Linked DNA regions of Mus musculus: regions 1, 2 and 3 are each linked to region 4. Evidence: chromatin contacts called from public promoter capture Hi-C data. All regions are on one chromosome and are shown on one strand. The core of a region is the stretch at or near the end of the contact, and the rest is flanking DNA. Distances in the headings are between cores, read along the strand shown.

Region 1 (7,446 bases), core at 1,714-4,213, 1.2 Mb after region 4:
GGGCTACACAGAGAAATCCTGACTAGAAAAACAACACAAACAAAATAGGTATGCCTTAATAAAAGCAGGGATTTCAAATGCCTTGTGCCTGAACACTTGTTCAGGACACCAAGGGAAGATATGAATGGCGTTTTGTTTGACTAGCTTGGCTCCACGTTTCATTTAACTTCCTGGTCCCCCAACCCCCGAACATACACAGAAGAAAGCGAAAACGCAGTGGTATATGCCTACACAGCAAGCCAGTCCGGAGGATAAGGCAGGAAGCATCACGTAAGCCCAGGAATCCAAGGGAGGGACAGCCTGGGCTACACAGTGGGAAGGCCAGCCTGGGCAACATAGTGAGATCCCGCCTCAAAAGTAAATCAATAAATAAAATGTTCTAGAAGGGCGGAAAGCAGGCGTGTTCCCATGACTTAGGAAAGAGGATTATGGCTTCTCTAAGAGGACAGGATACGGATGAGAGGGTGGAAGGGGCTAAGAGGTCCACTTGTCCAGCTGGAGCCAGAAAGGAAGGCAAAGAAGAGGATTTTTTTCTTCTCACTTCAAGACAGGTTTCACTGTGTAGCTCTGGCTGTCCTGGAACTTGCTCTGTAGATCGCGCTAGCCCTGAACTCACAGAGACCTGCCTCCCTCTGCCTCTAGTGCTAGGATTAAGAGCCTGTGCCATCACTGTCTGGCTGAAAGACAAGGTTTTTGCCTTCCAACAATTTCTTTCAGCATATAAGAAACACATGGGACAGAGTGGAAGAGACAGAAGCTCTGGGCATTGCTGGGCGGAAGCTCTGGAAACCTCCAACAGGGCCGTGAAGACAGCAACAATGGCGGGCTTCGGGGTTTCTGGGTGAGTCTTTCACGGGGCCACAACTGCTTGCTTTTCCCAGCATGTGGCTTTCCAAGTGGCTCGGTCCTGATGCCGACTTTGTTTTATGAGCCCTATTCTCCATCAGATCTCTATATGAACCATCTAACAAGAATTATCACACACAAAAACTGATCTATCAGGGCTGGAGATGTGCCTCCATTGGGAGAGAGATTGCCTAGCATGTTCAAGGACCTGGGCTTAATCGCCAGCACCTCATAAACTACATGAGGTAGTGCTAATCTCAGGACCTGGGAAGTGGAGGCAGGAAGATCAGCAAGTCAAGGGTTTAGTCATTCACAGCCACACAGGAAGTTCAAGGCCAGTGTGGGCTACAGAAGGGAGGAGAAGAAAGGAAGAGAGAAACAAGCGGATGCAGAGAAAGAGAGTGAGCTCTAGCGGTTATTCTCTATTCTCCTTCTGTCAGGGGTCCTGCTATTGGTAACATCCCAGTGAACACAGACTTCACAATCTCCTCCAGCAGCAGTCAATAGTGCGGGCTCAGTTCCACATCAGAATCCCTCAGTGGGCTTGGTTTTGCTTTCTTCTCTCACAGGGACAAAGAACACCTTCTCCTGGATGCCTATCAGACATCAGCCCAGGCTTGACTGTTCACTTGAAACCTGTCCTGAGAGCAGACCAGGTTGGCCTTTTTCTTTCTTTTCCTCTCCCTCCCCTCCCCTCCCCTCCCCCCTTTTTGTGCTTCTCTTCCAGCTCCAATAAAATGCTTAATCTGAAAGCATCTTCTGTCTTCAAGATTGTGTTAAGCAAATGTATTTCTCCTTTATCATCTAAGCACAGGGAAATTCGGCATCATGTTTGGGAGAGGTTTAAAAAAAAAAGAGTCCAGTTAACTATTGAGTTTCACTTACTCTCAGGGAAGATTTTTGCTTGGAAGCCTTTACCAAAGACCAGATTCTCCAGATTATTGAAGGCCTGGGTGATGTAATTAAGGAGAAACTCACGCAACAAGATAGGAAGTAGAGGGACTGCAAAGCCCTTGCCACCCACTCCCGCCCATGTTCTGTTCATACACCCCCGCCTCCCCTTCCAGCGCGAGGAAGATACAGTCAGGGAGAAGACGAAAAGGCCGGAGCCCAGCAGGCCCCCCTGAATGGTGAGCCACTCGGTGGAGGCCAGCTGGCGGCTGTAGATCTGCATGCCAGCGAAGAGCAGCAGGGACAGGAGGGAGGACAGCGCCAAGGAGGTCCCGGTACCGACTACTATAAATGAGAAAAAGAGTCAGGCTAAGATTCAGGCAGATTCACTCCGGAGCTTGGCTCACCAACCACTTCCAAGTGACCCAGCCCCCACCCCACAGCGACCTCCAGGAACCACCCGGCCCTGCACACCCAAGTTCCCGCCTGTCCGGAGGAAATGCTAGTTCCCAGGACACGTCAGCTTTACCGAGGCTACGGAGAAAAGAGGACCACCCCAACGCCCACTCCCGCTAGAGCAGCCCGGGCATCCCGCCGGTGCGGTTACCCATCACGCCCCGTCCGTGGTCCAATCCGTGTCCCTGGAGAAAGAGGGGAGCCAAAGCCGGCGCGGTTGTCTGTACGCAGGCGTCGGGGCCAACGTGGACTTGCTTTACTTCTTCCTCTACGCGCCTTGGGTGCAGCGCCCTCTTGTGGCAAGGAGGAAATAATGCTTCTAAGAGCATTCTAGGCCACCGCCCTGCTTGGTCTCCAGCCTTCTGTAGCCAAGGCATCTGCTGTCTCTCTGGACAAGCTGCACTCATCTTTCAGTCATGATCCCATGGCCTAGAGTCACCTGTGCCTTCATTGCTATTCATGTCATCTCCCGTACAACTTCCTCAGACCTCCCTGACCCACTATAATTGCCTCAACAACTCCCGAAGATATGTGCCACCCAAGATGTAGCACCGTCCACCTGGAGTTGTTCTTCTGAAACGAGCTTCGTGCTTTATGTGAGTAGTATGACCAGGAATCGATGCAAGCTTCTAATAGGAGGAATGGTTCCTACCTCAAATACCCTCCATGTTACCCACCCCCTAGACCGCCTTTGGAGAACCACGTGGGAAGAACTATTTCCCACCCCCTACCTCGACGGACGCAGTTCGAAGCTAGTCCCTGGAGCATGCGCAGTGACATCTCACCCTCCCCACCCCTCCCTTCACCCCACCCGGCTCCTGCATTAAGCCCCGGGTTCGCAGCAGCAGCCAGGATCGGGCACCCGGGGGCGGGCGGGCACAGTAGGGCCATGGCTGAGGGTGAGGATATGCAGACCTTCACTTCCATCATGGATGCACTAGTCCGCATCAGTGTGAGTTAAGGTGGGGTCAAGGGGAAGGGAGGGGATGTAAAGGGTCGGGGCAAGCCAGACCCTTGAACAGGTGGGGGTCCAGGAAGAATATGGATTATAGAGAAGGGATTAGTTAAGACAGAAATGACTGGGAGGGCGGAGACGCAAGTGTGGAGGGATCCTGGGGACAGCCGAGTGGTGAGACTCCCGTTTGCTGGGGTGTAGGCAGCGAGAAGCTGCCCGGACCCAGCGGGTAGGCTTGGGGTAGCTGCCAGGCGTGCACCAGGGCTATGAGAAGGGGCATGTGTGAGCTTGGATGTTTTCCAAGAAACTGAGGACAGGTGTGGCGGGGGGTGGGGTGGGGTGATGAAAAAACCGCTCCTGGGTGCAGTTCCCAATTTGGACCCCTCCCGACCACCCCCCCTACCGCCCCCAACCCCCCCCCCCGCTAGCTGCCGTGCAGCCTCCCGTTGCCATGGTAACCCGTGCCCGTCTCTCCCAGAGGCGGTGCCAACCCTGCTCCCCCCCACCACTTCCTTCCCCCTCCCTCCCTCTCCCTCCCTCCTTTGTGTCAGCTGCGCCCCTGACCGGGATGGCTGCGAAGAGAGGGACCAAGGTGAGGTGTGGGGGTGGGGAATAGCCAGAAGACCCCTCACCAAAAGGGGGAGGGATACTTCCGGTGGGGAGGGGGCAGGTAGGCGGGGCGCTCCTTCCTCCCCCACCCTAGATTGAGCAAAGGGTTGAAACAGGCCGAATTTCTCCACCAGACTGGGTCTGATAGCTCTAGTATAGAAGGCAAAGAGAGATGGGTTGATTTGGGGAGACTGGAAGAAATAGAATTGAAGAATGGAGGATGGGTGCTGGGGCGCCGGCCAGTGCCCAGCCGGTTCAGAGAGCTAGCGCACCCTGGCCGCGGGGAGCAGTCATGCGTCTAAGGGTTGCTAGAGAAAGGGGCGGGGGACAACACCCAGCTGTAGAATGGGTGGTGCCCTTGAAATAAATGCTATTAATCCAGAGATGGAGGGATGGAGACAGGTGAGGCGGGAGGACTGCCTGCCAGCACTGCTGCAGCGGGAGTGATGGGGGTGGGGCGCGATGGTGGGGGAGGCCAGAGCTCCAACTGTACCTTCTTGGTGGACCTTAAGCTCCCCAAGAGGGGCGCTGAAGCAGGAGACAGAGAGCTGGGGAGGTGTGTGAACCAACGAAGGCGGGTACTGGGCCAAAGCAGTAGGTAGCTTGTGCTGCCCTTCCTGGCAGCCAAGGGACCGGGCTGAGATTTGCCCAAGTGTCCTAGCTCTCACACAACCTCCTGGTCCCTCCACAGACAAGCATGAAGAACATGGAGAAGGAACTGCTGTGCCCAGTGTGCCAAGAGATGTACAAGCAGCCACTAGTGCTGCCTTGTACCCACAACGTGTGCCAGGCCTGTGCCCGGGAGGTTTTGGGCCAGCAGGGGTACATAGGCCATGGTGGGGATCCGAGTTCGGAGCCCACTTCTCCTGCTTCCACCCCTTCTACCCGCAGCCCCCGCCTCTCTCGGAGAACTCTCCCCAAGCCAGATCGCTTGGACCGGCTCCTTAAGTCAGGTGGGGCTGGGGCCTGTGGGATGGGGTGGGGATGTAGAAAGATGGAAGAGGGTCAGGGGCATCTGTCTGTCATTCTGGGGTGGAGCTTCTTACTGCTTGTCTGAAATTCTAATGAGAGCTGATCTCTGGCGCAATGAAATTAATTCCACGTTTTAATTGATCAGATGTCACCCACCCCAGCCAGCTGTAATTCTCACCTGTGCCTCCTGGGTCCATCTACAGGCTTTGGGACATACCCTGGGCGGAAGCGTGGTGCCTTGCACCCCCAGACGATCCTATTCCCGTGCCCAGCCTGCCAAGGCGATGTGGAGCTGGGGGAGAGGGGCCTTTCCGGGCTTTTCCGAAACCTGACCCTAGAGCGAGTGGTGGAGAGGTACCGCCAGAGTGTGAGTGTGGGAGGAGCCATCCTGTGCCAGTTGTGCAAGCCCCCACCACTAGAGGCCACCAAGGGCTGCACAGAGTGTCGAGCTACCTTCTGTAACGAATGCTTCAAGCTCTTCCACCCCTGGGGCACTCAGAAGGCGCAGCATGAGCCCACGCTACCCACTCTTTCATTCCGCCCCAAGGTGAGCCAGTTCTTGCGGGGGTCTGAAGTGGGAGGGGCTACAGTGGTGCTGAACCAGAGGTTGGAGATGACTGGCATGTGGGGTTCTAAAGAGGGCTAGGTAAGGTTTTGTGTGTGTGTGTGTGTGTGTGTGTGCGCGTGCGCGTGCGCGTGCACGTGTGAGACAGGGTCTTAGAGCTGGAGAGAGGCAGCTCTCTGATTAAGAGCTCTTCCAGAGAATCACATTTGTTTCCCTGTAATTGCAGCTCCAGGGGTACATCACCTCTGGCCTCTTCTGTCTCCTGCACTTACATGCACATTTCTACACATAGACACATACACATAATTCAAAATAAAATATTAAGAAAAAAAAACAGGACAGTGCTTTGCCATATAGCCCAGGCTAGCCTTGAACTCATGGAAATCCCATTTTCTCGGTTTCCTGAGCACTAGAATTACGGACACGCACCGTCAGATCGGGCTGTCTATCAGTCCGTGTCTCTAACATCCACTAAACAGAAGATTCAACATCTATGGGACTCTCATCTCACCAGCTGCATAGAGATGAGAGAATCTACTCTGCTGTAACTATACCTGCAGGACTGTTGATAGGATCACAGGAGATGTTCGTTATCTGGCTAAGCATGGTGGCGCATGCCTGAGCCCCCAACACTTGGAAGGGTAAATAAAGAGACTTGGAGGTTAAAGGCCAGCCTGGGTACACAGGAAAACTCTGCCTCAGAAAAGTTGTTTATTAACAAAAAAAAAAAAAAAAGTTGTTTCTATGCAGGATGCTTTTCTAGGAATTGGGCGCAATGGTGAACAAAGGTGAACTCTATCACCATTGTTATACTATGAACTTAGGAAGTAAATGAAGGAGCAGTGCTAGGCCATGGCCTGGTCAGCTCACAAATGCTTTAATGCCTAGTGTTCACCATTGGGTGGCGCTAGGGAGCACAATAACTGGTTCGCTATTTCCACTTCCTTCTCATCTGACTGCTGGAGATGACCGGCAAGCAATTGCTGGTAGATCAGCATCCTTACACACACAAGTGGCTGACTGTTTCATTATTTTTTGCATCCCTAGGGTCTGATGTGTCCAGACCACAAGGAAGAGGTGACCCACTACTGTAAGACATGTCAACGACTGGTGTGCCAACTCTGCAGAGTACGGCGTACCCACAGTGGGCACAAGATCACACCAGTGCTCAGTGCCTACCAGGCCCTCAAGGTAAAGACCCCTTACCTCCTCAGCCCTAGCGCCAACGCACACCACCACACACCTCCTACTGACTTGCTTCTTGCAGAGCCAGGATGATGCCCACCTCTTTCTTTGCCCTTAGGATAAGCTAACAAAGAGCCTGGCATACATCTTGGGAAACCAGGACACTGTGCAGACCCAGATTTGTGAGCTGGAAGAGACCATCAGGCACACTGAGGTGAGGAAGGGCATGGACGTGCGCCTTCAGTCCCTCGTGGGTGGCCATGTCCCATTGTCTTACTGCCAGTTCAGAGCCCACAGGAGGAGGGTGTGTGTTGGTGGAGGCTCTGGTTAAACTTCATTGGCAAGAACACCAGTACTCTGGGTTGGGCTGGAGCTGGGGCTGCAGGGAGCGTAGGAGGGCAATAGCTGGGGGCTAAGGAGCTCAAATATACTTAGATTCAACATGAGCACAACCATGAAGCTAGGGGTGGGGAACAAGCACCTTCTGTTGGGTTGTCTGAATTAGCGGGCAGTGCAATGGATGGTGGTGATGGCACAGTCACCAGTGTGCTGCAGCTAGTGGTCCACACGTGGACATTAGTGCAGTCGTGGCGTGGCCTTTCTTATTTGAGTGAGATATAAAAAGATTAAGACTATGAAAGAGCTAGGGTAAAATATGAGCAGTTAGTGTAATGGTGATTTCAAGTTGCAGTTGCTGGACAAACTGTAGGCTCAGAAAGGGCAGTTACTGCATTTTCTGACATGTATCCAGATAGGCGGGTATTTTGGAAAAGGCCCTCCTTCACACACTGAGGCCCCAGCACAGTCTTGTTTGACGGATCCTGGAAACTAGGGCTGCGATGTATTCAAATGACCAGCTATTTAAAGGAGCTCTTAACGTCCACTAGTTTTTAGCCTTTCCCTGTTTGTCTCTTAGCAACATGGTTAGGATCGACTACTCCAGCCCGTAAATCCACGTATCCCATCA
Region 2 (7,175 bases), core at 4,058-6,557, 1.8 Mb after region 4:
TCCTTTCGCTGCGGGGTTTCACACTGTAACCCTTCCTAATCTTTAACTTGTGGCAAGACACTATGCGGTCTCATTAAGTTGATCAAGCTAGTCTTTAATTTGATCTGGAGAACAGATGGTCCTTCAATTTGTTAGCCTCCTGCCTCAGCAGCCCAAGGAAATTTTTATTTTTGAGAGAGTCTTAAATAAGCAAATCTAGCCCTTGAACTTACAATCATCCTTCCTCAGCAGATAAGACGTCAGGTATGTGCCATGCTACAAGTGGCAGCTAGAGTTGTGTATGCCAATGATCCTAGGACATGGGGAGTGGAGGAACACAACCAAGAGTTCAAAGCTGTCCTCAGCTACATAAGATCCTGACTCCACTCCTACCCTAAATACTACCCACCCCCAAAACATAAAGAAATGAGGTCTAGGAGCGGGAGAGATGGCTCAGCAGTTAAGAGCACTGACTGCTCTTCCAGAGTTCAATTCCCAGCAACCACATGGTGGCTCACAACCATCTGTAATGGGATTAATGTCCTTTTCTGGTGTGTGTCTAAAGACAACTACAGTGTACTTATATAAATAAAAATAAATAAACCTTAAAAAAAAAAGGAGCAACTCCCAGACAGGGTGGTGCACAACTTTAATCCTACCCCCTGGGAGGCAGAGACAGGCAGGTCTCTGTGAGTTTGAGACCAGCCTGGTCTACAGAGCAAGTTCCAAGACAGCTAGGGCAACACAAAGAAACCTTATCTTGAAACCAAAACCAAAACCAAAAACTGGCTGCATATATCCCAAAATATTTCCTTTTCACATTTTAAAATTGTTTGTGTGTATACATGGGCACACACATGTCACACAGTGCATATGGACTTCAGAGGACAACTTTCAAGAGCTGCTCCTCTTTCTACCATGTGAGACTGAAGGACAGGACTCAAGTTGAACAAACTTGCCAGCCCACGGCACAGGAGGCTCCAGAGGCAAGAAGAGAACAGGAACTGGTTTCCTTGCAGTAACCATATGAGTTCATGGGGCCAAGCTCGGGGCAGACTTGGTGACAGAGACCTTTACCGTCTGAGCCATTTCACTGGTCCCTAATGTTTAAAAATCAATCCCTGCTGCTGACTCTTCTTCAGAGATAAAGAAGCCGATGTAATCAATGCATCTTGAATTACAGACCACTGTCTGTTAAGATTGCTAAGTTGGTTTTTTTGTTTTGTTTTTCGAGACAGGGTTTCTCTGTGTAGCCCTGGCTGTCCTGGAACTCACTTTGTAGACCAGGCTGGCCTCAAACTCAGAAATCCGCCTGCCTCTGCCTCCCGAGTACTGGGATTAAAGGCGTGCGCCCGGCAAGATTGCTAAATTTTGAAATCAACTTAGTGGCTGGGACCGACACTGGATTTTAACTTCAGTCACATGTCCGTCTGTGCTTACAGGTGAGTATACACATGTGGTCACTTCTGTAGTTGTAATTTTGTTTGTCCACTGTGTGCTCAAGACACATGCGCATTGACTGCTGAATCTCACGATTCCGAGAGAGCAGCAGAACAGGGCAAAAGATGGACTGATTTGGGGTTCCTGCCGATGAGCCAGGTTTGCCTCACAAAACCCACATGAGAGCTCACAGCTTTGTAGAACTCCAGTTCCCAAGATCCCAATGTCCTTCTGCTTCTGCAGACACCAGGCACACTGTGGGGCATAAACAAACATACAGGCAAACATTCATACCCACAAGATAAAAATAAATCCTAAAGAAGAGAGGGAGTTTATGAGGCAGGAATACAGATCTGCAGTAGAGTGTTTGCAGAAGACATATACAGCCTTCAGCTCAGTCCACAACATAGCAGACAAACCAACGAAAGCTTCTTAGGGCAGAAGAATAGAAGAAAGCTGGGGAACATAGTTTGATAGCTGAGTGCTTGTCTACACAACCCCCAAAGCTCAACCCAAGCACCACAAAGAAAAACAATGTTCAATGTCACTTCCAAAAATATACAGAAGAAATGAGGGGTTGCTTCTGGAGTTCTCTTGGTTTTTATTTTGTTTATTTACAGATTATTTCTATTATTGTGTATATGTTTGACTCTGTGTATGTGTGTGTGTATACATACCCACATGTACCACAGTATGTATACAGAGACCAAGAAAACAACATTGTAGAGTCCAGTCTCTCCTTCCATCTTTCCATTGGTTTTGCATAAATTCAGGTCACCAGGCTATTGGGGCAAGCATCATTACCACAGATGCTAAGTCATAGTTAGGTTATCTAAACAGATTGCAGTGAAGAGAGACCTGAGCAGAGTGAGATCCTTATTCAAGAGTTATCGGTTGGTACATGCTCCTCAGCCGCAGAGCCCTCACTTTCCCATTACAGTAAGTCCCAGGGTGCATGGGCTTCTTCAGTGGCAAATCCATAGATATGTCCAAGTTTGTTACTGTTTTTGCAGCTCACATCTCAAACTGTATGACGACCATTAAACTTCACTCTACTGCATGTTAGCTACCATGCTAACATAAAAGACTATCAGTGGTGCCTGTTAATGAGGTAGAGATGAGCCCTGAGCAGTTGCTCAGGATTACATCACAGCACAAGAAAACAGACAACATTGGACACGGCCAAAGAAAATTCTGCCTATTTTGATTGTTCTACAAACCTGTATAGGAAACCAAAACAAAGGAGGCACATAACTTATCTACCCTTCTACCAAGGACTGAAGTCAGGACATGGGCCACTACACTCTGTGGCCTGAGCTCAAGGTCTGGGCTCTGAGCCCAACTGAGGTGACCATGTGACATTTTCCAGCCAATCTCTAGGTGTGGCTAGTTCTCACTATAAACAAGGGCAGAATAACTAGGTGGGTGTAGAAAGCCAGTCTTCCCACACCCAGGAGCCAGCAGTGCAGGAGGGCAGGAGTGACAAACACTCACCCTTACAAGCAGAGAGTAGATACTGACCCGCCTGGCCACTTGGCACAGATCACTTCCCTCTAGTGGGGAAACACTAAAGCTGACACTTTGAATCTGGCCTCTGCACTGGGAGCACACGGGCAGCCTGGAGCTACTGCCTGGAATGAAGTTGATCCCAAGCCCTGGGTTGATTTTATTCATGGAGTTCCTATAGCACAGTCTGAGTCTCTGCAACAGTGTACTAAGGTTGCTATGGCAGAGCTGGGATGCAGTGCAGTGGTATAGCATGGACTCAGCCTGTGCGGTCCTGGGCTTGATCCCTAACACAGAAATGAAGAACTCCCATGCAGTTCGCTAAAAAGACAAGAAGTAGCCGGGCAGTGGTGGCGCACGCCTTTAATCCCAGCACTTGGGAGGCAGAGGCAGGCGGATTTCTGAGTTTGAGGACAGCCAGGGCTACAGAGAGAAACCCTGTTTTTGAAAACAAAAACAAAAACAAAAGACTAGAAGTATTTCTAGTTTTCCCAACCCCACAGATGTATGTGCTGAATAAAATGAGCATAGGCAGAGATCAGCTGGCTTTTGTTTGTGTTTTGACAGAGGATCTTACCATTACTCTTGGCCAACCTTTATGCCACCAAGCCTGGTGCTGAATGCACACTCCTCCTGCTTTTGCTTCCCAAGTGCTGGCATTACAGATGTCTGTCATCACTCCCAGCTAATGGCAGAGCTTTGTGCCCTCCTCAGCCCAACATTTCTTTAAGATAATCACTCAGAATCAAAACTGCTTCCTTATGATTTTGTAACATTTCAGTCTATAGCAGATAGCAGCTAATAACAACAATATAATCCACGAACTACAGAACTGGGCATGGGGTTCATGCCTCTACTCTCAGACTAAGCAGAAGGAGTGTTACGAGTTCAAGGCTAGCTTAGGCTTTGACCTGTTATCAAGGAAGACAATAACACAACTTAAAACAAGAGAAAACAAGGCTGGGGATGTGGCAGAGCCCTTGCATGGTATGCTCGGCTAGAGTCTCAGGTTCCATCCCCAGGTGGGGGTGTCAGGGAGACAGATTTACCCCACTAGCATTCCACCAACCTATGACAGCCAAAGATGACAAAGACACAGGAGAAGACAGTACTATATAATGAGCTGCAAGGATAAGGAAATAAAGGAAGAGCTCTAAGTGGAAGATTGGTTCTAAGAGTTCAGCAGGCTGGCTCTACTTGTTTTTCTGCTTCCTTTTGTGGAAGTTCAAACCAGCTGACTCATCCTTCAGGGTTAGTCTCATGTCAGACCCTGAACAGTGACAGCAAGAAAAGGTTTCATTGAGTGGTCGTTAAACTTTTCCTTTAATCTAACAATACATTATATGTCCTTAAATAAAAAAGACAGTTTGTCTACCAATGTAATCTGAAGACTAAAGATAGCATAAATGTGCATATGAAGTCTAAAATAAATACTCAAATGTTTATTCTGGTCTCTAAGTAAGTATGAATTACATACACAAACAAGCTTAGGATATAAATATTACTTTTTAAGCTCTAACTCTATTGAGATACTTTCCCAGGCTGTATCTGGAAATATAAACAAGGAGCTGACTTACCAATGGTGGGGTCATGGTCTTCTGGGAATCGGTGGCTGATGAACTGCATTGTCATGGCTTCAAAACAAGAGATGCAACTCAGGACACTGTGACCAGGAAGTATTTTAGCTATCAATTTTGCACAAGAGCCAGTAACCCATCTGGGTTGCTTTTCAAACGTTGTGTGGCAAACAGAAATGGTTACCTACCACTCTTCCCAACTCCACCGGCACCCAGCATCACTAGTTTGTATTCCCGGGAGAGTGCTGCAGGGCTGCTACAGCTGCTACCAATGGGGCGAGCTCCGGACTCCATTGTCCTCCGGGGCAGTCCTGGGCCCCTGGGAAAGGCCTCCTAGAGGAGAAGGCACAGAACATTCAATCCAGGATGGAAACAGTGGGCCACAGTGAGAGCCTCCTTCTTCCGTCCCCAAACACCATGGCCTACTCTGCTCATTGCAGAACGCTAAGAAGCCCTACATCCTCGCCCTTCACAATCAGTCTCAGTCCTAAAACAGATCATAGATGTCCAAACTTACTTTTTCCAGAAAACTAAAAAGAACTTAAAACTTCAGATTGAGGCAGCGTGCCAGTAGGAAGGAGCCGGATGAGTGCAGAGCGCTGCCTGACACTGTCACGTTCTTTCACGGTGGCCGTGGCTCCCCCACTTCACCACCTTTCCCGCCACCGTCACCCCCCCGCCCTGTTCACCTGAGCCTGTACCTCTGAAACCAGCTTTGAGGCCGGGTGGTAACCCGCGTTCCTTTCCCAGCTGCGCCCCACAGCCCAGGGCCCCGCCCGGGTCCTGGAAGATGGCGCCGGTGGGCGGGGCATGACCCTGAGCCCCGCCCCCACAGCTGACAGATACTCTGCTCCGCCCCGCGCCTAACTCTAACTCGCTAAGCCCTCTGGTCACATACGAATCTCAAGGCTTGCACTTACAAAAATGGATGTTATATTAATCGAACAGATACTTTTAAAGATTTATTAATTTATTATATGTAAGTACACTGTAGCTGTCTTCAGACACTCCAGAAGTGGATGTCAGATCTTGTTAAGATGGTTGTGAGCTACCATGTGGTTGCTGGAATTTGAACTCAGGACCTTTGGAAGAGCAGTGCTCTTAACACCTAAGCCATCTCTCCAGCCACGAACAGATACTTTTAAAGTGATTAACTTAGGGCTATTTGCTGCTGGTAGAGGGAAAATATCTGTCACCAGATGTACAGCACAACAAACCCACACCCCCTCAATCTTTCCAAAATACAGAATTACATTAGGGTAGGTATGGTACTTGCTACAAAGCAGCGCTTCATTTTCCAAAAACGCTGTTACATCAAAAGCTCTTGAAACCAAAACCAGATGATCGCGGTATCCAGTTATTCTAGTTAGAATTTTTTTTTTAAAGATTTATTTATTTATTATATATAAGTACACTGTAGCTGTCCTCAGATACTCCAGAAGAGGGCATCAGATTTCGTTACGGATGGTTGTGAGCCACCATGTGGTTGCTGGGATTTGAACTCGGGACCTTCGGAAGAGCAGGTGGCGCTCTTAACCACTGAGCCATCTCACCAGCCCTCTAGTTAGAATTTTAAATTTTAAAATTATTAAGACAAATACAAGTCAGATAGGATGCAAGCACATCCATATAAACCAAGCATTTGGAAGGTGTCTGTGCCAAGCAGTACAAGGGCCACCTTGGATACCAGCTAAATTCGACATTGGGTTACATGAAACCCTGTCTTAAAAGCAGAGCTCAGGAGAGATTATCAGTAGTTAAAAACACTCCTTGCGGGGGCTGGTGAGATGGCTCAGTGGGTAAGAGCACCCGACTGCTCTTCCGAAGGTCCAGAGTTCAAATCCCAGCAACCACATGGTGGCTCACAACCATCCGCAACAGGATCTGATTCCCTCTTCTGGAGTGTCTGAGGACAGCTACAGTGTACTTACATATATTAACAAAATAAATCTTTAAAAAAAAACAAAAAACACTTCTTGCTTCTGGATTCAGTCGCTAGCACCCACACAGTGGCCCACAACCATCCAGTTTCAGGGGATCCACAACCCTCTTCTGACCATTTGCAGGCATCAGGAATACAAATGGTGCACATATATACACATAAGCAAAAACATACATATGAATAAATACACCTTTTTAAAAAGCAGATAGCTTATGCCTTTAATTCCAGCACTCCAGAGGCAGGTGTGTATCTGTTTGTGACCAGCTTTAGACAAGACAGACAGAGAGGGTCTCTTTTGACTTCCAAGCTAGTAAAGGCTACAATGTGGGACCCAGTCTCATAAAAAACAAATTAGCATAACTGGGCTTCATCCACTCTGCACATCACATGGAGTGAAACGTTCCTGCATTATTCTTGCAACCTCCACTTCCCTTTTCTGCTGGAGCCAGGATATAGGTGAGCAGCTTAAGCTAGTCTACAGTGCCTGATCTTTCTGTCTCAGCATAAGAGTGCTGAAGGGAGACCAGGAGGGAACAGAAAGGATGGTTTAGGGTTCTAAGTCACAGGCTGACTTAGAAACCATAGCAATCTTGCCTTAGTCTTCAAGTACAATTATTTTATCTTGTTTTTAGGGTCTGAGTCTCATGTAACCCGGGCAGGCCTTAAATACAAAATTCCCCCATCCTCCACCTCCTGAGTTCTGGGATAAGTGCTTTCCTGTGTTGCTACAA
Region 3 (7,775 bases), core at 914-3,413, 1.3 Mb after region 4:
CGCAAAGCTGCTTTCTGTCCCTACGCCCTTCAGCACACAAACGCCTCGCTTCTTTTCCTGGTAATAGTCTTCCCTTCATGGACTATACAGCCACCTACAAATTTTGGCTGAAAACTCAAGAAAGTCAAATTCAGTTGCTCTACCTCAAACAAGGCTCCATGAAGACCTTCTGGTCTGAGCCACAGTTCACGACAGGTGACAAGTGTGTGGCTGATAAATATTGCCACAGTTCATCTCTGCTGCCATCTAACATGCGCAGCTGTGCCATCCTGAGTGCTTCACAAGCAAACAAAATAAAGCTTTAGTTTACATGGTTGTTTTAGTTATTAACAGCTCATCTTCTCTCCCCCACTAGACTAGGAGTGTCACAGGGCAGTCATTCAGCCTCCCAGGATTTTACAGATAACTGGCAGCAAACACCAACAAGTTCCAGAGATCAGGATGTGGTCCCACAAATGTCTCTCACATGCCTGGCCAAATTTTTCACACAGTTGTAAAACAGCACAAGGGAAGTGTGTCCATCTGTATGTCCCCAGCACCACTGGATTTATTAAGCAGGAAATAACTGCACTTTTCCTTTTCTTTTGGGTTTGAGGCAGGGTTTCTCTATGTCGCCCTGGCTGTTTGGAAATTGATTTTGTAGACCAGGCTGGCCTGGAACTCACAGAGATCCACCTGCCTATGCCTTCCAAACACTGAGATTCAAAGGGTGTTCCGCTGCCCCAGTCCTTTTCTTTCTCTCTTTCCTTTATTGAGACAAGGTTCTATTATGTAACCCTGGCTGGGCTAAACTTACTAAGCATATCTGGCAGAATTTGAACTCAGAGATCTTGTTAGTGTCTGCCTCCTGAGTGCTGGTATGAACGACTTGCAAAACCACACTTGACATATCCTAAGCTGGTGTCGATTTTGATATGTAGCCTAGGATGGCCACGAATATTTTCTGATATTAGTTCAGTTCCAAGTGCAAAAATTACAGATGGCTGGGGCTTACAAAGGCTGGAGATCAACCCAGGGCTTCATGCAAGCTAAGTGACCCCCACCATATCAACTGAACTATATCCCTAGCCTACTAAGTACTTCTTAATTAGTATCAGTAATACTTGGCCGGCAGCTGGGCCTCCATTAAATGAAACTGGACTAGTTAGGGTTCATGAGTCCTGTTTTGGTCAAAGGGGAAAATCAGAGCAAAATCACTGTCATATCCAGCAATACGATGAGCCTCGGGGGCAGTCTTGGCCCAGGACATGAGGTCTGTAGGTTTGACTCCAACATCTGGTCACCATTCTCGGCCGCTTCCTCACAACCTTCTTAAGGAAAGTGAGCCTATGGTACACTGGCCTAAAGTGGCTGACAGGAAACCAAGAAGATGCAAGCACGAGGCTTTCCCAGGTAACCCTATCTTGATTAACTTAACATAAATGCAATCTCACTTTGGACACCAACCAACAAAGCCACTGCGTTCTTTCCTAGAAAAGCATATCTAGCCTAACTTTCTTAACTTCTAAACCCTGTTTCTTCCTTGCTTACTCAGAGAAGCTAGAATAATTTCCTAGCCTCAAACTCTTCCTCTACACTGCCATCTTAACACTTTTCGGATCGTATTAAACCCTTGGTCCAACTTTTGCACGACTGGGACCGCTCCGGTGTCTACCTCATCACTTCTAAGGCTTTTCCAAGTTTACTATAGGTCTTGCTGCTACACCGAAACACGTCGACCTCCCTCCCTCTCATCTCGCTACTCTGCTGCTTCGAGAGCCCGACACTCCTAATTTCTCCATATCCCGTTGCCGTCCGTCTGGCGGTAGCCATCTTTCCGCGGCCCCAAGGTCCGCCAGCCCGCGCGCTCACCGTTCTGGCGGCGAGGCCCGTGCGCTTGTCCCACAGGAAGTCCGTGATGGCGGCGGCACTGCGGCCGGAGTCCCGGCACCCCCGCGGCGACGAAGTGCGGTTCCACCCCCCAACCCGGGGCCCTGGGACCTCCCGCCCCGTTCCCGGGCTCTGCTCCAGTCCCGCCCGCCCGGGCTCCGTCCCCGCCCCCAGGATCCGCTCGGCGCCTCTCGCACCGCCCCCGCCCGGGGCCCGATCCCAGCTCGGTCTCCGGCTCTGGCCTCTCCGCTCCGCCGCCGCCGCCGCCGTGAGCGAGCACGCACGCACAGACGCACGCACGTCCTGCGTCACTTCCCAGCCTCTGATGGGCTCCGCCCCCCGACACCGGGCCCTTCGGGCCAGTGAGCCGCTTCCCCTGCGCCTTCCAGAGTTAGAGAAGCGGTGGGTGCGCCTCTTGGTTCGGGTCTCGAGGCGCTCGGAGCTTGTCACGTGTTTGTTGAGTCTCTAGGTCTTTTTATCCTTTCCCATGACACCTTCCTCTTGCTCTTCACCAGAAGACAATTTGTGGCTTATTTAATATTGGCTGTTTTAAAGGATTGTTAGTTATTTACATTGTATCGCTATTGAGCAAACGACTCCAGTGAGGTTTTGTGAAGTCTGGTTCTTCAAACAAAACTTGAAAATATATACCCTCCTGCTTCCGAACGCCAGCAAAGAAAGGTTCCCTCTTTGTTCTGCACAAAAGTATTTCATGTTTGGGGCAGGTGCACAGACATAGAGGAAGGAGAATCGGACGCCGTTGTGTTTTAACTAATCTGTATTAAGTATAAATTTACCGAATCATCTTCCTTTCTTTTTAGATTTACCTTAAATTATTTTTGTTTCTGTAGAAGGGTATGTGCATTTCAGTTCAGGTTTTCATGAGGCCTGAAGAAGGGGCCAGTCAGATCCTCTGGAGCTGAAGTTACAGGCAATTGAGGGCTTACCATTGTGGATGCTGGATCTGCCAGAAGATTGCACTCTTAACCACGGAACCATCTATCTCTCCAGCTTCAGTTTACTAAATAGTACAAAAGAAGAAGGAGAAGAAGAAGAAAACGAAAAGGAAGAAGCAGCAGCTAAACATGGTGGTTCATGCTCATAATCTCAGCTCTTAGACGACTGAGGCAGGATTATTTGGAGGAGCTCAAGGCCCGCATGGGCTGCAGTGTGAGACTGTTTCAAAATCAAACCAGCTCAGGATGTGGCTTAGTTGGTGGAGTACTTGCCTTTTGCCCAGAATGCCCTGGCAAGAGAGCCATACATACAACCTATACACGTAACCAATCCCAGGACATAGGAGGTGAAGGCAGGAGGATCCAGGTTATTTCTTCCTTCCTTCCTTTTTTTTTTTTTTTTTTTTTTTTTTTTTTTACTTCAGTTTTTTGAGACAGGGTTTCTCTGTGTAGCTCTGGTTGTCCTGGAACTCACTCTATAGACCAGGCTGGCCTTGAACTCAGAAATCCACCTGCCTCTGCCTCCCAAGTGCTGGGATTAAAGGCGTGCGCCACCACTGCTGGGAAATCAAGGTTATTTTTGCTATATAATGAATTTAAAGCCAGCCTGAGTACACTGATAACCTGTCTCAAAAACAAAGGTTTGGTTTTGTTTTATCTTTTGTTTTGTTTTTTGTTCTTGTTGTTGTTGTTGAGGGGCTGGAGAGATAAGTTAGCAGTTATGAGCACTGGTTGCTCCTCCAAAGGACCTGTATTAGTTCCCAACCAACCCCCACATGGTGACTCATGTGCCCTGTGACTCCAGTTTCAGGCCATTCAACATTCTTCTAGTATCCTCAGGCATTTCATGCATGTAGTGTACAGACATACATGCAAGCCAAAATATTCAATGCACATAAGAAAATACAAATAAATAAATGTTTTTTAAAAAAAAAGGAGAAAAACAACACTATTTGAAGGTCCTAGGAAGGGGCTGGAGAGATGGCTCGGCTCAGCTGTTAAAAGCACTAATTGCTCTTCCAGAGATCCTAAGTTCAATTCCCAGCAACCAGATGGTGGCTCACAACCATCTGTAAAGGGATGTGATACCCTGTTCTGGTATGTCTAAAGACAGCTACAGTCATATACCTAAAATAAATAAATAATTCTTAAAAAGAAAAAAAAATAAAGGTACTGGGTAATTGTCAGAAAGGACAATTGGAAGGGAAATAAAAATAACCCTCAGTTAATAAATATATTAAAGTTAAGGAAAATAAGAGTGAAACTGGGTGAATAGTCAAATGGAGACTAGACTGGTTAGCAAGAAATAGTTTAGAAATTCCTTGTGTTAAAAAGAGATCCAGGTTTCTGAGTTTGAGGCCAGCCTGGTCTACAAAGTGAGTTCCAGGACAGCCAGGGCTACAGAGAAACCCTGTCTCGAAAAAAAAACCAAAAGGAAGAGAGAGAGAGAGAGAGAGAGAGAGAGAGGAGAGAGAGAGAGAGGAGAGAGAGAGAGAGGAGAGAGAGAGAATCGATGAATCTATCCAGGGGGGCTAGAGAGATGGCTCAGTGGTTAAGAGCACTGACTGCTCTTCCAGAAGTCCTGAGTTCAATTCCCAGCAACCACATGGTGGCTCACAACCATCTGTAATGGGATCTGACGCCCTCTTCTGGTGTGTCTGAAGACAGCTACAGTAAATAAATCTTTAAAAAGTCAAAACAAGCCGGGCTTGGTGGCGCACACCTTTTTTTTTTTTTTTGAGACAGGGTTTCTCTATATAGCCCTGGCTGTCCCAGAACTCACTTTGTAGACCAGGCTGGCCTTGAACTCAGAAATCCGCCTGCCTCTGCCTCCCGAGTGCTGGGATTAAAGGCGTGGCCACCACGCCCGGCATCTCTTTGTATTTTATTGACAAGAATTTTAGGATTAAGGAGGTGTGATTTTAGCAGTGGTGGCACACACCTTTAATCCCAGCACTCGGGAGGCAGAGGCAGGCAAGTGAATTTCTGAGTTCCGGGGCCAGCCTGGTCTACAGAGTGAGTTCCAGGACAGCTAGGACTACACAGAGAAACCCTGTCTTGAAAAAAACCAAAAACCAAAAAAAAAAAAAAAAAAAAAAAAAGTCAAAACAAAACAGGGAAACTAAAACAAAAACAGCAGAACTACGCAGTCCATCACCTGCAGCTTGTGTAATTACTCAGGGCTGGAGAGAGAGCTCAGGGGTCAAGAGCACTGGCTGCTCTCCTAGAGTGAACCAAGTTCAAGTCCCAGCAACCACATGTGGCTTATAACTCTCTCTAACTCCAGTTCCGGGGCCTCTAGTGCCCTCTTCTCACCTCTGCAGGCACCAGGCACACACACATGGTTCATAGAACAGACATAGGAACAAACCCCTCAGACAGATAAAGTAAACAAATACAATTTATAAGTAATTGAAAGTTGCTGAGACTAAGTTCAAATTTTTAGTGATTGGTAAGTTTCACTAAGGAGCTTAAATGTATTTCTTTTTTCTTTCTTTCTTTCTCTCTTTCTTTCTTTCTTTCTTTCTTTCTTTCTTTCTTTCTTTCTTTCTCTTTTTTATTTTATGTATAATATAAAACCAGAAGAGGGCATCAGATCTCATTACAGATGGTTGTGAGCCATCATGTGGTTGCTGGGAATTGAACTCAGGACCTCTGGAAGAGCAGTCAGTGCTCTTAACCACTGAGCCATCTCTCCAGCCCTTAAATGTATTTCTAAAATGGAGACACTTGGAAGGACTTTAAGAAAACTGAACAGTGTCATGTGGATGTAGAAAGTGTACTTGGAGACTGAAACATGAATTTGTCTAGGAGAATTTGGTGAAGACTTCTTTTTTTCTTTTGAGACAGTCTCTTTATGTATCCCTGGTTGTCTTAGCACTTACAATATAGCCCAGGCTGGTGTCAAATTCACAGAGATCCACTTGCTTCTGCCTTCCAAGTACTGGGATTAAAAGACTGCAACACCAAGTCCAGCAGACTTTGAAAATTATTAAAAACTTCTGAGACCAGGTAGAGTGGCACACATTTGTAATCCCAGTGCTTGAAATTCAGAGGAAGATCAGAAGTTCAAGACCAGCCTGAGCTACAGCCCATGTCAAAAACAAAATGTAAACTTCTTGAAATAATTTAGTTGGAGATTATGACGGTTTATCTCAGGCAGTGGCTGTAAGAAGAGGAAAGAAGCTGGGTGGTGGTGGTGCATGCCTTTAGTCCCAGCACTTGGGAGGCAGAGGCAGGCGGGTTTCTGAGTTCGAGGCCAGCCTGGTCTACAAAGTGAGTTCCGGGACAGCCAGGGTTACACAGAGAAACCCTGTCTGAAACAAAACAAAACAAAACAAAACAAAACAAAAAAGTTGTTCTACACGTAAAGCTCAGAAAGGCATGTAGTATGGTATTTCCTTGGTTGTTGATCTGTTTATGGAGATGAACCATTGACTTAGCTAAGATTTCTGTGCTCAGTTTTGCATCCTCAGCATGCACTCAGTGAATGGTTTTGCTAAAGGTTGTCTTAATGAATTAGGAAACACATACTACAGAAAGCAGTTTAGAGGATCTCTGGCATAGCAAGACTCCTAGGAGAGTGCTGAGAAAGGACATGGTCAGAACAGATTCCCATTCTGTCCCTGACCCTCAGGAGGTCCCCAGGCTGCATATGCCCTAGTGAGTTTCCCGCCTCCAGAAGCAAGCTGAGCACTCCCACCACACAGACACACAGACACACACACAGACACAGACAGACAGACAGACAGACAGACAGACAGACACACACACACACACACACACACACACACACACACACAGCACCCACCCACCCTCAGGACCCCTAAGCCACGCCCTCTCGGGAAAGTGTGGGCAGCAGTTGTGCCAGCGGCCCGCCCCGCCCCGCCCCGCCCAGTCTCACGCAGCCCTCGCCAGGGGGCGCAGCTCTCGCACGTCTGTCGCCTGCACACGCCCCCTGTGCCCCGGGCGCACGCGGGTCGGAGCTCCCCTGCCTGGGCTGCTCTCCCAGAGACTTGCGCGCCCGCCATGGCCCTGGACCGGTTGGGGAGGCCCTACGAGTGAGGGCAATCATGGAGGAGGAGGCGCGGCCGGCGGCGGGGGCCGGCGAAGCGGCGACCCCTGCACGCGAGACGCCTCCTGCGGCTCCGGCCCAGGCCCGCGCGGCCTCAGGTGGGGTGCCGGAGTCTGCGCCCGAGCCGAAGAGGCGGCAGCTCGGGACGCTGCTGCAGCCGACGGTCAACAAGTTCTCTCTCCGGGTCTTCGGCAGCCACAAAGCAGTAGAAATCGAGCAGGAGAGGGTGAAGTCCGCCGGGGCCTGGATCATCCACCCCTACAGCGACTTCCGGTACGGGGGGCTCAACGGGGAGAGCGAGGGACACCAGTGCTACCGGCCGGGTGGAGTCACCTCCCCCAACCCAGCCTGGGAATTCCTAGGCGGGTTTCCCCGAGGTCCTCAGTGTTTTGTCAGGTTAGGGAAGCATAAGGGACAGCGAACATCAGGTAATCTCCGAGGACTTAGTGCACCCAATGCAGGAACCTCAATGACCACAGAGAGCATCGGAGTTTGGAAACCTTGCCTCTTTTCAGTACTGTTTTCTGGGGATGTGGGAAATTATATCATGCCCCAAAGCTTGGAGACCTGAGGAAGAAGCCTAGTTCCACTCTCTACCACGCTTTAACCACACACCGAGCACTTGCCCAGTTCAGTAGAACAGATCAGGGACGCTGGGAACGCTGGAGAAGAACAGGGGTCAGTCGGGTCCACAGCTCTGTTTGCTGTCCGTGGTGCTGAAGGCGGAATGCGGCTGGGCGGGGCGGGTACTCAGAAAGATTGGGAAGGAAAGCAGGGGCTCAGCCACCGCCCAGGTGTTTCCCGGAGAGAAAAGGGACAGAGAACTGGGATGTAGCCATTTCACTGTCCCCTTCAGGCTGTACGTCTACATCAAG
Region 4 (7,074 bases), core at 3,009-5,508:
TATTGAACACCTTGCTCCAGCTCACTATCTACAAGCACCATGAAGTATTCAGAAGTGAAAAGGCTGGTAAACCACAAATGCCCCATGTTGGACCCTCATGGGGAATACAAAAATCAAAGACAGCCCCACCGAAGAGTGAATTCACAGAGTGGTTGTCAGCATGTGATCCAGCGTTTCCTTGTACAACTCCCTACTAATTGTGCCCTCTTCCTAACCCCATCTTGACTTTAGGTACTCTCTACCCTTTTTGGGTTGGTTTTGTTTGTTTGTTTGTTTGTTTGTTTGTTTGTCTTGTGATGGTGGTGGTGGTATTGGTGGTGTTTTTGAGATTAGGTTTCTCTGTACCCTTGCTGTCCTGGGACTCCCTCTGTAGATCAGGTTAGCCTTGATCTGATCACTGAGATCCACCTGCCTCTGCCAGGGATTAAAGGTGTGAGCCACCATGCCCTGCCCCTTTTCATACTTTTTAAACATTTTGATACATTTTTCTCTAAGAAAACTAAATAGTCCAGATGTTACCTGCAGGCCTCAAGTGCACCACTATGAGGTCAAGGCCCACTAGGTCTACAAAGAAAGTTCCAAGACAGCCAGGGGCGAACAATGAAACCTTGTCTCAAATGAAGGATACCCTCACAATGCTATATTAACCCTTTTTGTCTACTCAGTAAAAATAGAGCTGGGGCTCTTGAAATGTTTCCTTTGCCATCTGACAGAAAAGGCTGGAGAAACTTTCAGGAGACAGTGCTGCTTTCTGGCTCTGGTGGCTTCTCCATGTTTAAGATTCCGGGATGCAGAACTGGCAGTGTCATCCAGTGTCCAAGCTGTTTTATAGCAGCATACTGAGTGGGCCACCTGCCATAAACTGCTTTAGCAAGACCTCTAGCACAGTCAACAAACAGGAGCACAGCGATTTCTCTGCTATTCAGTGAACTTGATCAATGCCCTTTTCAACAATATCTGGACCTCGGACTGGTGATACAATAGGACTTTGAATCTCCAGTGGCTGTGGCAGCTCTGAATATCTGCTTTCCCTCTGTGTGCTTCATCTCTCTTGAGTTCCAGGCCAGCCCAGGCTTCACAGACCCTGCCTCAAAAACAGGATATAATAAAAGTGCATAAGACAGTTTACCTCTTGTATCTAGGTATACAGTTCAGTAGCAGCAAATGCATGATCATGTACCTTCCCAGGCCGGGACTCTTACCCACTATGCAATTGTATTCTCCACTCCTCCCAATCCAGTCCTGCTTTTGGTGTTTGCCAGTGCTGAGAATCAGGTAACCTGGAGCCTCAGGCATGCTGTGCAAGTGTCCTCACACAGCCACAACTTCAGCCCTGTCCTGCATTTTTATCTCCATGAATTTGACCATTCATATAAATGAAACCATATATTTGTTCTTTGGAGGCTGGGTTATTTTGTGTAGCAAAAACATCCTTCCATCCCATAATCAGCCTCTAAACACTGACACCATTGCATACGCCAGCAAGATTTTGCTGAAAGGACCCTTATATAGCTGTCTCTTGTGAGGCTATGCCAGTGCCTGGCAAACACATAAGTGGATGCTCACAGTCGGCTATTGGATGGAACACAGGGCCCCCAATGGAGGAGCTAGAGAAAGTACCCAAGGAGCTAAAGGGATCTGCAACCCTATAGGTGGAACAACATTATGAACTAACCAGTACCCTAGCCATCCCTGTCCTAGTCTATATCTGGGTTTCACTCTTAAATCCATTTATCTTTAAGGCATATACAATTTTGTGCATATTTGATGCCATTAAGAATATTCTTGGGTGAGAAAAAGCTAAAGAGATGGTTCAGTGATTTAAGAGTACTTACTGCTCTTGCAGAGGTCTCCAGATGGGTTCCCATATCAGGAAGCTCCTGTTAACTCCAGCTCTAGGGAATCCAACACTCCTGTCTTCAAAGCCCCAGGGGATTTTTTGTCTCTGAGCACTCTCACACGCAGGCACACACACACCTGCACCTAGTTTTCAAGTAGTGATTTTTACAGCAATCTGTCAGAGAGCTGAAGCAATGGCTTAGGACATGATGCTTTTTCAGAGACCTGGTTTGGTTCCATGTACCCTTGTCAGCAGCTTACAACTGCCTGTAACCAACTCCTCTGATCTCCCTAGGAACCTAATATGTACATACCTTTCCTCACACCTGCATATACACACCAAAAAACAAAACAAAGCAAAAAGGTAGAGCCAGCAAAATGGCTCTGAAAGTTAAGGGGCCTACTGCCAAACCTGAAGGTTCAATGCTGGGGACCCACATGATGGAAGGAGAGAATTGACCTCTCACAAATTGTTCTCTGACCTCTACCCATATGCCATGGCAAAGGTTTCCACACACACATGAACACACACAAAATAAAACTGAAAAACAAATCAAAAACAACTTTAGAAGCTAAAGCTGGTATAAGCCTGAACCTGAGGCAGGAGGATCACATACATAGTCAAGGCCTGTGTGTACTACAAAGCAAATTCAAGTCCAATCTGGCAATTTAGTGAAACCTTATCTCAAAAAGTGAGGTGGGGGTAGAGGGAAGGTACAGTAGGACTATAGCTCAGCAGAACATTTGTCTAGCAATCACAAGGCCCTGGTTTCAAGCCCCCCTCAAAAATTTCAGCAAAACAAAAAACCCTTAACTTTAAATCCTGTCATGGTGGCACAGACCTGTAACTCCAGCACTTGAAAGACTTAAAACAGAGCTTGTACACTATGCCCCTCCTTAGAATTGGGAACAAAACACCCATGGAAGGAGTTACAGAGACAAAGTTTGGAGCTGAGATGAAAGGTTGGACCATGTAGAGACTGCCATATCCAGGGATCCACCCCATAATCAGCATCCAAACGCTGACACCATTGCATACACTAGCAAGATTTTATCGAAAGGACCCAGATGTAGCTGTCTCTTGTGAGACTATGCCGGGGCCTAGCAAACACAGAAGTGGATGCTCACAGTCAGCTAATGGATAGATCACAGGGCTCCCAATGGAGGAGCTAGAGAAAGTAGCCAAGGAGCTAAAGGGATCTGCAACCCTATAGGTGGAACAACATTATGAACTAACCAGTACCCCGGAGCTCTTGACTCTAGCTGCATATGTATCAAAAGATGGCCTAGTCGGCCATCACTGGAAAGAGAGGCCCATTGGACAAACAAACTTTATATGCCCCAGTACAGGGGAACGCCAGGGCCAAAAAGGGGGAGTGGGTGGGTAGGGGAGTGGGGGTGGGTGGCTATGGGGGACTTTTGGTATAGCATTGGAAATGTAAATGAGCTAAATACCTAATAAAAAATGGAAAAAAAAAAACAGAGCTTGTGAGCTCAAGGCTAGCCTTGGTAACACGGCAGGACTTTCTCTAACAAAAATAGCAAATCTTTAGAAATAAAACTCGAGGGCAGTGGTGGGATACACCTTTAATCCCAGCACTGGAGTTCAAGGGCAGCCAGAGTGAGTTCCAGGACAGCCAGGGCCACACAAAGAAATCCTGTCTGCAAGAAAGAGGGAGAGGGAGATAGATGGGGAGAGGGCAAAAAAAAAAAAAAAAAAAAAAAAAGAGGGAGTGGGAGAGAGGAAGAGAGAGAAAAGAAAGAACCCTTAACATGAATATTACATGGCTTTCTCATCAATTCCCATGGAGAAGGCTATGGACAATAGCACTTAGATGGCTCAGCGGTTAGGAGTACTAACTGCTCCTGAGTTCAAAACACAGCAACCTTCAAATCCCAACAACCACATGGTGGCTCACAACCAGCTGTAATGAGATCTGATGCCCTCTTCTGGCGAGTCTGAAGACAGCTACAATGTACTTACATATGATAAATCTTTTTTAAAAAGGAAAGAAGGAAGAGGAAGAAGAGGAAGAAGAAGTAGAAGAGGAGGAGGAGGAGGAAAGAGAGAGAGAAAGGAAAGAAAGAAAGGAAGGAAGGAAGGAAGGAAGGAAGAAAGAAAAGAAAGAAAGAAAGAAAGAAAGAAAGAAAGAAAGAAAGAAAGAAAGAAAGAAAGAAAGAAAGAAAGAAAGAAAGAAAGAAAGAAAGAAAAGATCAGCCTGGTTTACATAGTTACAGGGCAATCTATCTCCAGAAGTCTAGATCCGCCCCCTACAGGCCCATGGAAGAAGAGGCTCTGGTCCCGGCCCGCTTGCCGGGGCTCACTGAGGACTCCATTTCCCAGCTATCCCACTGCCGTCTGGGCTGTATATCTAAGCGCCCTCTCGCGGTGCACAGCGGCGGTCTGGAGTTCCCGGCGACCCTCGCGGCAGGCTGAGGGCGTCAGGGCAGTTCGCGATGGCCGCGGCTGGTTCCGCTGCTGTGTCAGGGGCCGGGACCCCAGTGGCGGGGCCCACAGGCCGCGACCTCTTTGCCGAGGGGCTCCTGGAGTTCCTGCGACCCGCGGTGCAGCAGCTCGACTCTCACGTGCACGCGGTCAGGTGCAGGACCGGGTTGCTGGGGGCGGGGCCTAGGGAACTGGCTTTGTAGGGGCGGGGCCCCGAAGAAATACTAGATACATTCTTGAGACACTGATGTTGAGACTGGGTAAATAGGCGGAAGGGCCTGGGTGAGGCCTTGAAGTTGAGGTTGGCTTGTCTCAGTATTTGGGGAATAAGTAGAATTCGTTTCCCGCGTCCCAGTCACTGACCGTTGTAGACTTTTGTACCACTTTGCAGAGAAAGCCAAGTAGAGCTCCGGGAACAAATTGACAACCTAGCTACAGGTGAGTGAGCAGCCAGGATACCTAGAATCCCTGATCTCACTTTCGGGAACTTTGTTTCCCCAGGTTTTAGGCTAAGTTTCTGTCACTTGCTTCTCAATATCAGAACTACCCAAGGACTCCAATTTCTGGGGATATTTTAGGACAGAATGGAAGAAGGGAAGGTGTCTGTGGCCCACACAAGACTGCAAGAGTATTTTTCATCCCATTCCTCTCTTCCATTCCCTAAGAACAAAAAATGAGCCATTAGATGTTGGTTGCCCATTTCCTCTTCCCAGAACTGTGCCGGATCAATGAGGATCAGAAAGTGGCCCTGGATCTGGACCCCTATGTTAAGAAGCTGCTTAATGCCAGGCGACGAGTTGTCTTGGTCAACAATATTTTACAGAATGCACAGGTAAAATAATAAAATAGTAATAATAATAATAATCCCAGCAGTGCATGGTGGTACATGCTGTAGTTTCAGCATTTGGTAGGCTAAGGCAAGAAGGATGGCTTGAACTTTGAGCAGAGCCTGGACTATCAAATCAGCTAGGGCTACATAGCATGACCCTCTTTCAAAAAAATTTCTTCTTGTTTATCCTGCTTTATGTCTTCAACACTGTGAAGCAACTATGGGGGAAAAGAGTGGTGTTAACTAATCTGATAATAAAGGCCCATATTCCCCTCACCCCATTACTAGGCCTCAAACTAGACAAGTGCCAATTCTTAACTTCTAATTCTTAACTTCTAGTGGCTGTCATTTACAAGTCCATTTTAACGTAAAGGGCTGGCTTGAAAAGAGCCAAAGCCAGCTGGACATATAAGCAGGCAAATTTCTGAGTTTGAGGCCATCCTGGTCTACAGAGCAAGTTCCAGGGCTACACAGAGAAAAAACAGTCTGGGGACAGGGGCAGAGGGGACTCAGTTAAAACCTTTTACAGCAGTCATTAGATTCCCCATCTTCCTGTCTTACAGGAACGACTAAGGCGGTTAAACCACAGCGTGGCCAAGGAAACAGCTCGCAGGAGAGCTATGCTGGATTCAGGAGTTTACCCTCCTGGTTCTCCAAGCAAATAAGCACGGGCCCGTGACCTGAGTATACAAGTACAATTCTCCAACGGCTTTGTCTGGTAGACACGAGAAGATTCCAGGAAAGTCTCTGTAGACCTTTGATTTTTTTTGCACTATGTACTCATTCATGTAGCCGCCTCAAGAAACATGCGTACGGCAGGACTATTTCCTAAAGAACCTCCATCACAGCTTGTCCATCCAAGAAAGAGCCTCTACCTTTTGGGTTTTGTTAATCTTGAGACAAGATCTCAGTATGTAGTCCCGGCTGGCCTCAAACATGTCCTCTTGCCTTAGCCTCCTGAATGCTGGGATTATAATAGGCATGTGTCAGAGTGCCGGGCTCAAGCCTCTATATATTTCCCCCAAAGAATACTAAGTAAATTAGGCATCGTGTGGTAGAAAATTGAGAAAACACCAGATTTAGTGAGAAAGTATACTCCTATTTCTCCCCCTCTGCTTCACCACAGTTCCTCTCAGAAGGTAATAACCTTTCCAGGATCATCTTACACTCTATAATGTTTAGGTTAACTCCTATTAACAAGTTTCGCAACTGTTGCCTTCATTGCTACCCAAGGAGAGCATGCCAGATAGCGAGGATCCAAGGTCAAGGCAGAGCCTTGACAGCTAAGAGTCCTAAGCTTTTGCGATTTTTTTTTTTGTTTAGACTACATATTTTAAGGGCTAGAGGGATGGCTCAATGGTTAAGAACACTGGTGATTCTTCCAGATGGCGTCCAGTGCTTAGCGCCCACATGGTGACTCACAGCAGCCTCTAACTCCAGCTCCAGGGGAACCCAATGCCCTTGTCTGGCCTTTTGGCCCAGCACACACACACATATGATGCAGATATATATGCAGGCAAAACAACCATCCTCATAAAATAAAATTTAAAAGTTACATATTTAAGCGCCATCCTTTCCAGGCTTAGCCAGCCAGTGTTAACCATCCTGTTACTCCTATTACTGGGGCTGGGCAGTTTCCTTTACCTGTAACTCCACTTTGTTTACAACTGAGGACTTAGGTAAAGTCAAGGTAAATAATTTATCCTCTTGGCCACCCTGGCTTGACTATGTTAATATTAAGTATTGCTCAACATTATTAAATAAATGCTTGTACTGGTTATTTTAACAAAAAAATTTATTTTATTATGGTTTCAAAGGGTTCAGGACATGGTCACACTGATGCATATTTTGGGGCCTATTTTGAGACATGAGAATGTGAGGTGATCAAGCTTCCAAGAGAAGGGAATGCTGGACTCTGCCATTTATCCCTTTATTCTGTCCATGCACTGAGCTCATAAGA

Evidence for each region. Promoter capture Hi-C pulls out the DNA fragments that hold promoters and counts their contacts.
Region 1: a promoter capture Hi-C map of pre-B cells shows a contact between it and region 4, with 2.3 times the contacts expected there. The contact joins the promoter of Trim46 here to the promoter of Snapin in region 4.
Region 2: a contact with region 4 is called in a promoter capture Hi-C map of neutrophils, with 4 times the contacts expected there. The contact joins the promoter of Rit1 here to the promoter of Snapin in region 4. A contact is called at or near these places in 2 of 39 promoter capture datasets (neutrophils and pre-B cells) and 1 of 484 Hi-C or Micro-C datasets (B cells).
Region 3: a promoter capture Hi-C map of pre-B cells shows a contact between it and region 4, with 2.5 times the contacts expected there. The contact joins the promoter of Clk2 here to the promoter of Snapin in region 4.

Annotation. Positions count from the first base shown.
Region 1 is chr3:89,241,414-89,248,859 of GRCm38.p6, reverse strand. Trim46 (tripartite motif-containing 46) reads left to right here and starts at 2,963. Exons shown (of 10, transcript NM_183037.2): 1 at 2,963-3,145; 2 at 4,449-4,710; 3 at 4,933-5,276; 4 at 6,342-6,485; 5 at 6,598-6,693. The coding sequence starts at 3,083. Krtcap2 (keratinocyte associated protein 2) reads right to left here and starts at 2,422. Exons shown (of 5, transcript NM_025327.3): 1 at 2,345-2,422; 2 at 1,928-2,082; 3 at 1,732-1,795. The coding sequence starts at 2,348.
Region 2 is chr3:88,714,986-88,722,160 of GRCm38.p6, reverse strand. It overlaps Rit1 (Ras-like without CAAX 1), which reads right to left and starts at 5,307. Exons shown (of 6, transcript NM_009069.4): 1 at 5,204-5,307; 2 at 4,691-4,835; 3 at 4,503-4,559. The coding sequence starts at 4,796.
Region 3 is chr3:89,159,183-89,166,957 of GRCm38.p6, reverse strand. Clk2 (CDC-like kinase 2) reads right to left here and starts at 2,163. Exons shown (of 13, transcript NM_007712.4): 1 at 1,852-2,163. It overlaps Gm45927 (predicted gene, 45927), which reads right to left and starts at 2,163. Exons shown (of 19, transcript NM_001310017.1): 1 at 1,852-2,163. Hcn3 (hyperpolarization-activated, cyclic nucleotide-gated K+ 3) reads left to right here and starts at 6,801. Exons shown (of 8, transcript NM_008227.1): 1 at 6,801-7,173. The coding sequence starts at 6,899.
Region 4 is chr3:90,488,197-90,495,270 of GRCm38.p6, reverse strand. It overlaps Snapin (SNAP-associated protein), which reads left to right and starts at 4,258. Exons shown (of 4, transcript NM_133854.3): 1 at 4,258-4,439; 2 at 4,677-4,723; 3 at 4,999-5,117; 4 at 5,678-7,074. The coding sequence starts at 4,297. The coding sequence ends at 5,779. It overlaps Ilf2 (interleukin enhancer binding factor 2), which reads right to left. Exons shown (of 14, transcript NM_026374.3): 14 at 6,892-7,074.